Regions from separate parts of the Mus musculus genome. Here regions 2 and 3 are each linked to region 1. Evidence: chromatin contacts called from public Hi-C and HiChIP or PLAC-seq data. All regions are on one chromosome and are shown on one strand. The core of a region is the stretch at or near the end of the contact, and the rest is flanking DNA. Distances in the headings are between cores, read along the strand shown. Region 1 holds the start of Dkk2 (dickkopf WNT signaling pathway inhibitor 2). Region 2 overlaps Dkk2 (dickkopf WNT signaling pathway inhibitor 2). Region 3 overlaps Gm29949 (a long non-coding RNA gene).

What was found. A called contact is a pair of places that touch in the nucleus more often than the background predicts. HiChIP or PLAC-seq counts read pairs in DNA pulled down with a chosen protein or histone mark.
Region 2: a contact with region 1 is called in an HNF4G HiChIP or PLAC-seq map of pancreatic cancer cells. The contact joins the enhancer-like site here to the promoter of Dkk2 in region 1. A contact is called at or near these places in 1 of 39 promoter capture datasets (macrophages), 1 of 484 Hi-C or Micro-C datasets (bone marrow-derived macrophages) and 3 of 115 datasets of contacts at active chromatin or transcription factors (bone marrow-derived dendritic cells, embryonic fibroblasts and pancreatic cancer cells).
Region 3: a contact with region 1 is called in a Hi-C map of bone marrow-derived dendritic cells, with 2.9 times the contacts expected there. The contact joins the enhancer-like site here to the promoter of Dkk2 in region 1. A contact is called at or near these places in 5 of 484 Hi-C or Micro-C datasets (bone marrow-derived dendritic cells, bone marrow-derived macrophages, conventional dendritic cells and 2 more), 1 of 115 datasets of contacts at active chromatin or transcription factors (bone marrow-derived dendritic cells) and 1 of 9 other capture datasets (adipose tissue).

The regions. Positions count from the first base shown.
Region 1 is chr3:132,083,903-132,086,998 of GRCm38.p6, reverse strand. Dkk2 (dickkopf WNT signaling pathway inhibitor 2) reads right to left here and starts at 1,707. Exons shown (of 4, transcript NM_020265.4): 1 at 745-1,707. The coding sequence starts at 966.
Region 2 is chr3:132,120,518-132,123,504 of GRCm38.p6, reverse strand. All of the region lies in intron 1 of Dkk2 (dickkopf WNT signaling pathway inhibitor 2), which reads right to left. Among named protein-coding and RNA genes, the nearest start is that of Dkk2, 37 kb to the right of the region's middle. Within about 2 kb of position 1,279, at least 14 of the 459 cell types and tissues checked have an H3K27ac peak or open chromatin away from gene starts, as enhancers often do. A contact at or near this core is called in pancreatic cancer cells, where this site is marked.
Region 3 is chr3:132,027,720-132,030,907 of GRCm38.p6, reverse strand. Gm29949 (a long non-coding RNA gene) reads right to left here. Exons shown (of 5, transcript XR_376091.2): 2 at 206-367. Among named protein-coding and RNA genes, the nearest start is that of Gm29949, 22 kb to the right of the region's middle. Within about 2 kb of position 1,632, at least 11 of the 459 cell types and tissues checked have an H3K27ac peak or open chromatin away from gene starts, as enhancers often do. A contact at or near this core is called in bone marrow-derived dendritic cells and bone marrow-derived macrophages, where this site is marked.

The DNA of each region.
Region 1 (3,096 bases), core at 458-2,957:
CTCTCAAAATCGGCTTTGGTATCCCTGCTGCTTTGCAGGCACTTAAGAAACTGTCATTGTCACCTCATTATTTTCTTCCTGCCAATTGATTTATTCGCAGTTCTATTTGAGTGAGAAATGCAAGTCTACTGCGGATCTTGCCTGCCAGTGCTGAGAGTTTGGCAGAGAAAGTGCAAAAGAGAGCAAATCCCCTTCTCGCCATTGTAAAATGTTTTGGGTGCCTGAGATCCAAATTTTCACTGCACTGTGACATCCCGCGCTGTCACTTATACCAGTTATGAGTTTGGAGCATACACAAACTTTTCATTTGAAGTCAACAGGTCCTATCTTCCAGAGTTGTGAAGATTAAATAAGTGAACACTTAGAATCAAGGCTAGCACATCCCATTTGCTATGTCAGCTCCTGTTCACATCCATTGCAGCCTCCTGTTGGATGGAAGGACCATTCTGGCCCCTTTGCCAAAGAAACGCACTAGATCTTTAAAAGTACTCATGTCTCAACACAAAGATGAGACAGAACTCTAAACCTCCCGCTGTAACCCAGCATCCCAGCGACCAGCAAAACACCCAAGTCCTGGTACCCCTGCAGACCCAGCTTCAGCAACCCCCTCCCAAATAGCCAGAAGCGCCACACCTGGCTTGGGCAAGGCTTTGACTTTTGCAGGGCTCAAAGGCAAGCTGCAGATGCAAAAGCTCTGATCCCTACCTCTCCTGGCTGAAGAGTGTGTTTGGGGGGGTTTCCTACCTGCCCCAGGCTTTTGCCCTTCTTACTGCCGCCGAAAGCCAGTCCTTGGTTCATGCCTGCAGATCGGTTGGCTGACTGAGCAGGAGTCTCCCCTCCTAGAGAGGACTTGATGGAGTTGAGTTTGGCCCGCGAGCTGCCTAGCTGTGAGCTCTCCACCATCAGCACCGCGGCCAGTAGGAGAAGGCAGCGGGATGAATCCTTGACCCGCATCAGCGCGGCCATCTCCGGGTAAGGGGTTCCCGGAGTTGGGTGGAGCCCTGAAAAGATGGGAATGCCAGGGGAGTGAGGACGCCCGCCGACACTCAACCCCTCACGTGGGGCGCGTGGGCTCCTCACAGACACAGTTCCCCCAACCCTTCCTGGATCAGACACTCGGGACTCTTAAGAACTTAGTCTCAAGCCTCAAGCCTGGAGCAAACGCGACCCCAGCGAGACCCGCTCCTCTGACGGGCAGGAAGTTCTGCAGTCCCTGGAAGCAATCAAAGGCCAGACGCCTTCTCGCCAAGGAGGCGTGACCCAAGGTGCTGTTAGACCCAGCCCTGCAGATCGCCCTGCCGGCTTCGTTTGGTGTTCAGCACCTTTGCGCTTTTGCACGATTTTCCGCGGTGATGGAATCCTCCCTTAACCGCGCACAGGGTTCTCCCCAGCTGCTGCTTCTTTTTCTTTTTCTTCCTTTCTTTTCTCTTGTTTCCCCCGGCTCCTCTGCTCCTCTGTCCTCTCCTGTGCTTTAGCTCTCAACCTTTGCACCACTCAAGTCCCTCTTTTCCAGGTCCGCGGGGTTTGTGACTGGTGATCAGAGTCTCCCCCAACCCCTCCACCGGACTCTGGAGAGCTGAGGCGAGCGGAGGTCCCAGCAAGCGCACTCCCACTGGTGCGGTTAGGAGTTGTCCCTTGGTTCACACGGGGCCACTAAGCCCTGCCAGCGAAGCAGTGATGCGCTGCGCGGAGGGCCAGTGCTCTCTTGCTGCTCTCCCCCGCCCTCTTAGCTTTTTATAGCTTTCCTCAGTGGGTTTTCCTCCGCCCCCAATTCAAGAGTGACAAAGAGTGAAAACGTTTCTCTCCCCCACCCCACGCTCCCGCTTGCCTCCCCTTCCCCCAGCAGGCGCTCTTTCTGAGGCTGTCTCTCCTGCCTCTCACCTTTCCTACCCTCCCATCCCTCCTTCACTCTACAACTAAAAACTTGGGGTTCACCTCCAGAAGAACACGGGAAAGCTCTTCCTGGACGATCACAGCTCCGAGAGTGAATGGGAGTTTGGAAACAGGCAGAAATGAAGAGGAAAAGTTGTCCCTATTTGTGGTGACTGCCACTAACCATGGCTTCTTACTTCTCCCACCCAGCTTCAGCCTCCAGCTAGGAGCGCTGGAAAAGCTCTGGAGAACATCTGCAAGTTAACTTGGTGGACTGTGTACAGCCCAGTTAGATTTTAGCCTGAGCCTCTCGGTTAATGTGCTGTGTGAGACTGTCTGGCTGTAGGTGCTTTATGGGGTTCCGCTTCGAATAGGGGGGGGGAGATGAACAAAGGGGGAGGCAAGAGGACTAAAGGAAGAGGGGCGAAAAGACCAAAGAAAGAGGAGGGGGAATAAGGGACCATTCTTCCCCCGTTGAAGTGCTTGAATCTTTCTGTTTTCCTCATCCCTCGCCCAACCCGATATACACATTACACTTTAATCCAAACAAGGAGTGAGGAAGGGGATAATGACCCGACTTGTGCTACCTCAAGGCTTGATGAGGCACTTTTAGGGTGCCAACGCGTCCTCTGCAAAGAGGAAATCCCAGGCAAGAATAAAAAGCCTGATGGGGAACCGGGTGGGTGGTGAAGTGGGCCAGAAACTTCTGGTCCTGCCTCTTGAGCGCTGCCCCGCTCGTTCCCCCACCCCCACTCCCACCCCTCCCCCGCCCGGAGGCCTTGGCTAGCCTTTCAAGTCAGTCTTTGAGGCTCGGAGTTCTCTGCACTGTTCCACAGAGGCAGAGGGCCACCGAGCGAACCACTCTGACGCGCTGACTGGCTTGCAGCACTTGGGGGCGCCAGTAGCAGCAATCAGCCAGGAGCACAAACACTGCAGGAGACAAGCTTTGCCAGCAAGCTCTGGGTTAGGAGAGGTTTGGTCACCCAGGAGACCAGGAGCAAAGGTTGCTGCTTGTGTCTTTAGCAGTTCAGTCATGCAATCCCTAGCAGTGTCCTTGAGCCAAAATGGAGTCAGACAGAGGTCGTCCGCTGTGATGAACTGACTCCAGTAGCACACTCTAGAATTTTGAGGTTTAGGTCTCCTCTTTCACACCTAATTCTGGCATATACCAACCTGTCCAGGACTCTAATTTAACGCTAAGGGGAAGGGGGTAAGGGTAAGGAC
Region 2 (2,987 bases), core at 30-2,529, 37 kb before region 1:
TCCTAAATTTTAATTATATGATATTAAGAGATCGTAAGGGGTGAAATTGTCATGAAGTTTTTAAAAGATTCTTTTCCATTCAAGTGTGTTTGGGAGGAGTCGGTATGCACATGACTGTGAGTGCAGAGGCTGGGGCATTGCTTCTTCCAGAGCTATGCTTTCAGAGTGTTGGAAGATGACTGATATAGGGTCCCATCAAACTTGGGTTCTCACTGCAAAATCAATATGCTCTTTTACCTGGGCCATATTTTCGGTCCATGATTTATTTTATTTAAGTCTGTTTTGAAAGGGTTTCATTTGTCATGAAAACCAAGGACAGTGCATATGTATTGATGTCTATTTGCCTTTTTTTTTATTTGAAGTCATGGACTGTCCCATATATGTAATATGTGTAATTCAGTCTAAAATTGTATAAGGTTTAATCTATGCAAGAATATACAGCTCAAAGGGAAAAATGGTACACACTGTGAGATTCCAAATGCCAACTCAGGATTCCATCTATTTCCAGGAAGGTAGCCAAACCCTTCTAGTAGACAGACAGAAGACTCTGAGCTCAGTGTGCTGTGTGGAAACGTTGCTATATGAAACCCCTTTGATCTTAGAGTTCTAAGGTAAACTCTATGACATCACATAGATTTTTCAATTTGACAGACCTTGGAAGTTACAGGCACTCTGGTCCCTAGACATCAAAGAGAGGGTAAAATGTGGTGATTAACCTCATGTACAAAATTGCAGGGTCATGCCACGGAGGCAGCTTTCCACAATTCCTTTGGTGACCTGCTTTCTTGCTTAAGCAGTAAGATGAAATAGCTGCCTGAGATTGGCTCTCTCCCTCCTCGGATTTGTTTTCAGGCTCTGGAAAGCGTCTGTTCTATACTGAGCTTAGACCATCTCTGCAGGGTTAAAGGTAACTCAGAAAACCAAATTTTCATTTTGCCCAAAGTAAATGATTGAAAGTCATTGATGAAATGAGTGGAAGCAATAACTTTTCCCCCAATATTTTACACACTGCTGGATCTTTCTATGAGTAAAAACATCCTATTGGTTTCCACAGAATCCATGATATTTACAAATTTTATGCATATGCAAACTTGAAGATTGAATATTTATAATGCCCACCACTGGTCTTGGTTCTTCTAGCTGTAGAGATTATTCTGTAGACTATTTTATAACTATTCCAACCATCCTTATAAAGCAAAGCAAAGCCCTTTCCATAACCTTAGCACCCAACACAAGCACGCAACAGATAGCAGACTCTCAGTAAATGTTTACTCAGTGAGTAAGTGCTGGGTGACTGGTTGCTTCCCATCAAGACTTTATTACTGCCAGACATTCTTTCCTGTTTAAAAGATTCAATTGTTTGTACATCCTGTGAAATGATTTTTGACTCCTTATTAACTGAGTTATGTATGTGACTGTAGAATAAAGACCAATGAGATACATAAATAGATAAAATCCCTCACCAAATGTAGGAGAGCATCAACAAAATCATTTGGAGCCAAACAGCTATGTGGATGCCTAAGAGATGCATTTACAAATTTCCCTGGAGTTCAACGCGTCTTTTAACCCAGGCAGATGAAAACTTCTTTACAGTCTCATCTGAAAAAGAAATTAATGGGGAGAGGAGCATATAAAGTCCACAGCCAACATCAGCCATGATAAAGTTTGTGGTAACCTAAATCTAACTTCTATTCTCAACAATCTCCAAGACTCCAGGTATCCTGAAATACATGTGTGGGCCCACGATTATGAATGAAATGAGTCACTCCACCATGTTTTAATAGGCTTCCACTTGCCTTTCTTGTTTTAAATAGCTTCTTCCTTTTTTCCTTTTTGGTCTACCAAATTGCATCTGACTAAATGTACCTAGTTAATGAGCGTCTATTCCATTAGAGTGTAATCCTACCCAGCTATTGTTTTCTTCTGGAGGATGTAATGGAGAGAACGTGCAGGTGCTTAGCAGCAGGCTCCCATTTCTAGAGTTACAGTCTTAAAGCTGTCAGAACTGCTCAGGAACAAGGAAGAGCCAGAGCTCGCCAGGCAAATGAAATGCCCGCTTGGTGAATATTTAAATCGGAGGCTGGAGAATAATGAACAACTGGCAAGAGAGGGCAGAAACTATCCACAGAGAAACTTTCTCTTTTCTTCTCTGATGACCAGACTCTCGGTCCACAAAATAAGTGGCCCGTGTTCTAATATATTTTTGAAGGCACCGTATTTGAAATTTGTTTGGTTTCAACTTTGAAAAGTGGCATATGCTTGGTGACATGGTGGAGTTGGCACTGTCTTAATGTGAGTTGATTTAACAAGAAAAATCACAAGTGTACATGCTGCACGAGTGGGCCAGCCCGTGTGCCCATGACGAGAGGAAAAAGGAGAGACCACGAGAGCGAGGAAAGAGATCTTCCAAAAGGGAGAAAGGGACGAACAAGATAGGATCATGGAATTCGTGGTGTATGAGCAAAAGATAAGAAAGAACTACTTGGGTTGAGAAAGGAACCCAGCAAGATAGCAACAGGGGAAGGGGAGAGCAACAGAGAGGGAGACATGTAAGAACAATCTGTGAAGGCACAGAGGCATAAGAACAGCATACAGAGTTCATCGCCTTGCATGCCACCTTCAAGTTTGCTTCAAGCAGAAGTTTCAAAAGGCGGTGTCCCCAAACAAGCAATCTTGCTTTAAATTCTTCTGGAGGAAAAAAAGAGTATTTAACCTGAACACTGACAATACCAGTTGATAGGCTAGCAGGGATGGGTAAATCTCATAAGGCTCCAGACCTAGGTGAAGTTCTACAGGTAAATAATGATGTGTGTGTGTGTGTGTGTGTGTGTGTGTGTGTGTGTAAGAGAGAGAGGAAGACAGACAGACACATGCACCACAGAGAGATAGATGTGCAGACAGACATACAGAGCCTGAGAATGTGTTCAGGAACAAGTCTCCTCAGACTTGTTATTCAGTCCCATTTAGTCATCCCTAAACACATACAT
Region 3 (3,188 bases), core at 383-2,882, 56 kb after region 1:
CACCTGAAGCCACATAGTACAATAAGAAATGTAAGCAAACTTTAACTGCAATATTTAAATAAGGTAATAAACCCTCTTGGTTTGTGTATCAATATATGGTATAAAAGAATATGTATGTAAGTACATGATCGTGCATATAGTGTTTAAGGAAAGATGGTCTACAAATCATATAAATGATCTCATTTTATTTGCTATAATAACATACCCAATGCTAGCTACTTTATAGAGAAAAGTTTTCGGCATTCAGTGTCAGAGGCTAATGAAAGATCTGCTGGTTCCATCCATTCATCCTCTGGCAAGGGGCATCATGATGTGCTGCTTCGTGGCAGGCAGCCTGGTGGTGAGAACCATATAAGAGCCAGGGATCCTGTGGCCAAACAGAAAACCAGAGAAAGATTCACGTTTCGGGCCATTCTTTTGTGAAACAACTCATTGTCCTAGAGACTAACCATGGACTTCCAAAGAACTATGTTAATCCTTTTCAAGATCAATACTCCAATTACCAATTACCTCCTAGCGGGTCCATTTCTTAAAGGATCAGCTACCCACCAGAACCAGCTGGTTCCATCCATTCATTTCCTGATCTCAACACACATGCAACTGTCAGATGTGAAACTCCAGGGGCTTTCTAACTTTTACAGCTTATTGTTACTTTCTTGAGTCAAAGGTCTATCAACTCGGATCACTGAGAAACCACTAGGGACCAGATTCTGGGTGAATCTGTGTGCTAGACTCAAGCTGTATCAAAGTCACATCTCATGTTGCACAGAAAATGTATGGAACAAAGCTGGCCGGAAAAGTAGACAATGTCTTGAGCTGTTTTGTCCTTTTGTGCTACCTGTACTTTGTGCATGGCATGTGGTATCTTTGCAGTTTAGTCTGATGATTTTCCATTCATTTCCTGATCTCAACACACATGCAACTGTCAGATGTGAAACTCCAGGGGCTTTAAACTTTTATAGATTATTGTTACTTTCTTGAGTCAAAGGTCTATCAACTCGGATCACTGAGAAACCACTATTTATCTACTCAAAATAAATTCTATTAATTACTATTATTCTTTATTTCCTATTTCTAAACCCATTTCCTTCTTGTGAAAAGTATGTTGCCAGTTCCAACATATCTGCATTTTTCTAGTCACTTTTGATGCACACTGTTGACAAAAGCTTTTGAAAATGAAAACTGCCGGGCGTGGTGGCACACGCCTTTAATCCCAGCACTTGGGAGGCAGAGGCAGGCAGATTTCTGAGTTCGAGGCCAGCCTGGTCTACAAAGTGAGCTTCAGGACAGCCAGGGCTATACAGAGAAACCCTGTCTCGAAAAAACCAAAAAAAAAAAAAAAAAAAAAAAAAACCCAAAAAAAAGAAAAAAAGAAAAAGAAAATGAAAACTGATTCCATTTCTGGTGATGCTTCACCCAGGACATACTTCTAGGAATGTGTGTATGGCGAGGGCACATGTTTGCTTTAAGAATGTATATGTGACCAGATGCAATTTCTCTATCAGGAAATGGCTTTTATTTCTTTACAGTGTGCCCTGACAAACATCCCGACTTTCATTCTTCAGTCCTCACTACTCTGACCAACTGTAGGAACTGAAAATAAGCGCACATTTTCACATCCTCCTTTGTATGTCTTTTCAGGCATATTTGGTAGCTTCATATTAATTGGCATTTCCTTGTTTTGGGTCTCCATTCTGTTCTCTGACATTTGAACACTGAAAAGTTTTCAAAAATTCCACCATTTATTACTTGTGTCAGCTCTATTCAACCTTCCAAGTAGATACAGAAGCATAGAGTCCGTGGAGGAATGTTATAGAGTACACTTCCTAACAGATAATTACTGGGAGTGGAGACCATTCCAAAAACTCTACTTGTTGCTAATAAATGCTTTTGTGAATACAACAGTCAGGGACCCTTGCTTGCCTCTATTAATAAAACATGTAATCGTGTGTACAAAATGACAATCGTATCGCAGACATACACAGGTACCCAGTTGGTTAAATGGTCTAAAAGAATAAGAAATGCAAGGAGCTATGAAGGTAATCCCTCTGTGAAAATGGCACTGTCTTGCAAAGACAATCAGATTCAAAGCTGAATAATCTTCAGAGCACGCTACTATATAAGATCCCAAGTATATGTGTGAGCTTTCTTCTGTAAGTGGGCCGGCCTAGTGGTGTACCTACTCCTTCTTGACCAAACTCATGTTTAGTGCCCAGATCATGATTCTAAAAATTCTAGACCTGATAAGACAATCAGATATGACAATAATGAGCTCATAGAAAAATAAAAAGAAGATGCCTGTGTCTTGTATGTGCCAAACCAGATAATGGGTAGCAAACACTATCCATTAACAGTGCCTCTCTCTGTTTTTGCCTCTGTAACCAGCATACTCATTGTGGTGAATTGAAGGAAAATGCCGCCGCCGCCCCCCCCCCCCATAGACTCATAGGTAGTGGTTCTATTAGGAGGTATAGCCTTGTTGGAGTAGGTGTGGCTTTGTTGAAGAAAGTGTCACTGGGGGCGGGCTTTGAAGTTTCAGATGCTCAAGCCAGGCCCAGTGTCACTCTTTCTTCCTGCTGTCCTTGGATCAGGATGAAGAACTCTCAGGTACTTCTCCAGTAGTGTGAAGTCTGCCTGCAAACTGCGATGCTCCCTGCCGTGATGACAATGGAGAAAACCAAGGAACTATATAAGCCAACCCTAATTAAATATTTTCCTTTATAAGAGTTGCTGTAGCCACAGTGTCTCTTCATAGCAATGGAAATCCTCAGACACTCATTATGTTTTGATTTGCTTTTAACTTTTCCTATGTATCCCAATTACTCATTCCTTCTCAACAAGTCTCTAGAGCACTGCTTCTCTACATGTGGGGTGTGACCCCCTTGGGAGACAAACAATACTTTCAAAGGGGTCCCAAATCCAATAATCTGCATATTAGATATTTATACTAAAATTTATGAGTAGTGAAATTTTATGGCCCTGGGTCCCCACAACATGATGAACTCTATTAAAGGGCTGTAGCACTAGGAAAGTTGAGAACCACTGTTCTAGAGCCTCTGCTTCTTGATGCTTGTGCTGTGACAAGAGCCTCTTTTTGTTCCTCTCTCGCCACCAATGCCACCCTTTTAAGGCATCCGGCAATGCTTCTGAATTAATCTACCAAAGATAATGATTTCCTGTTGCCTCTA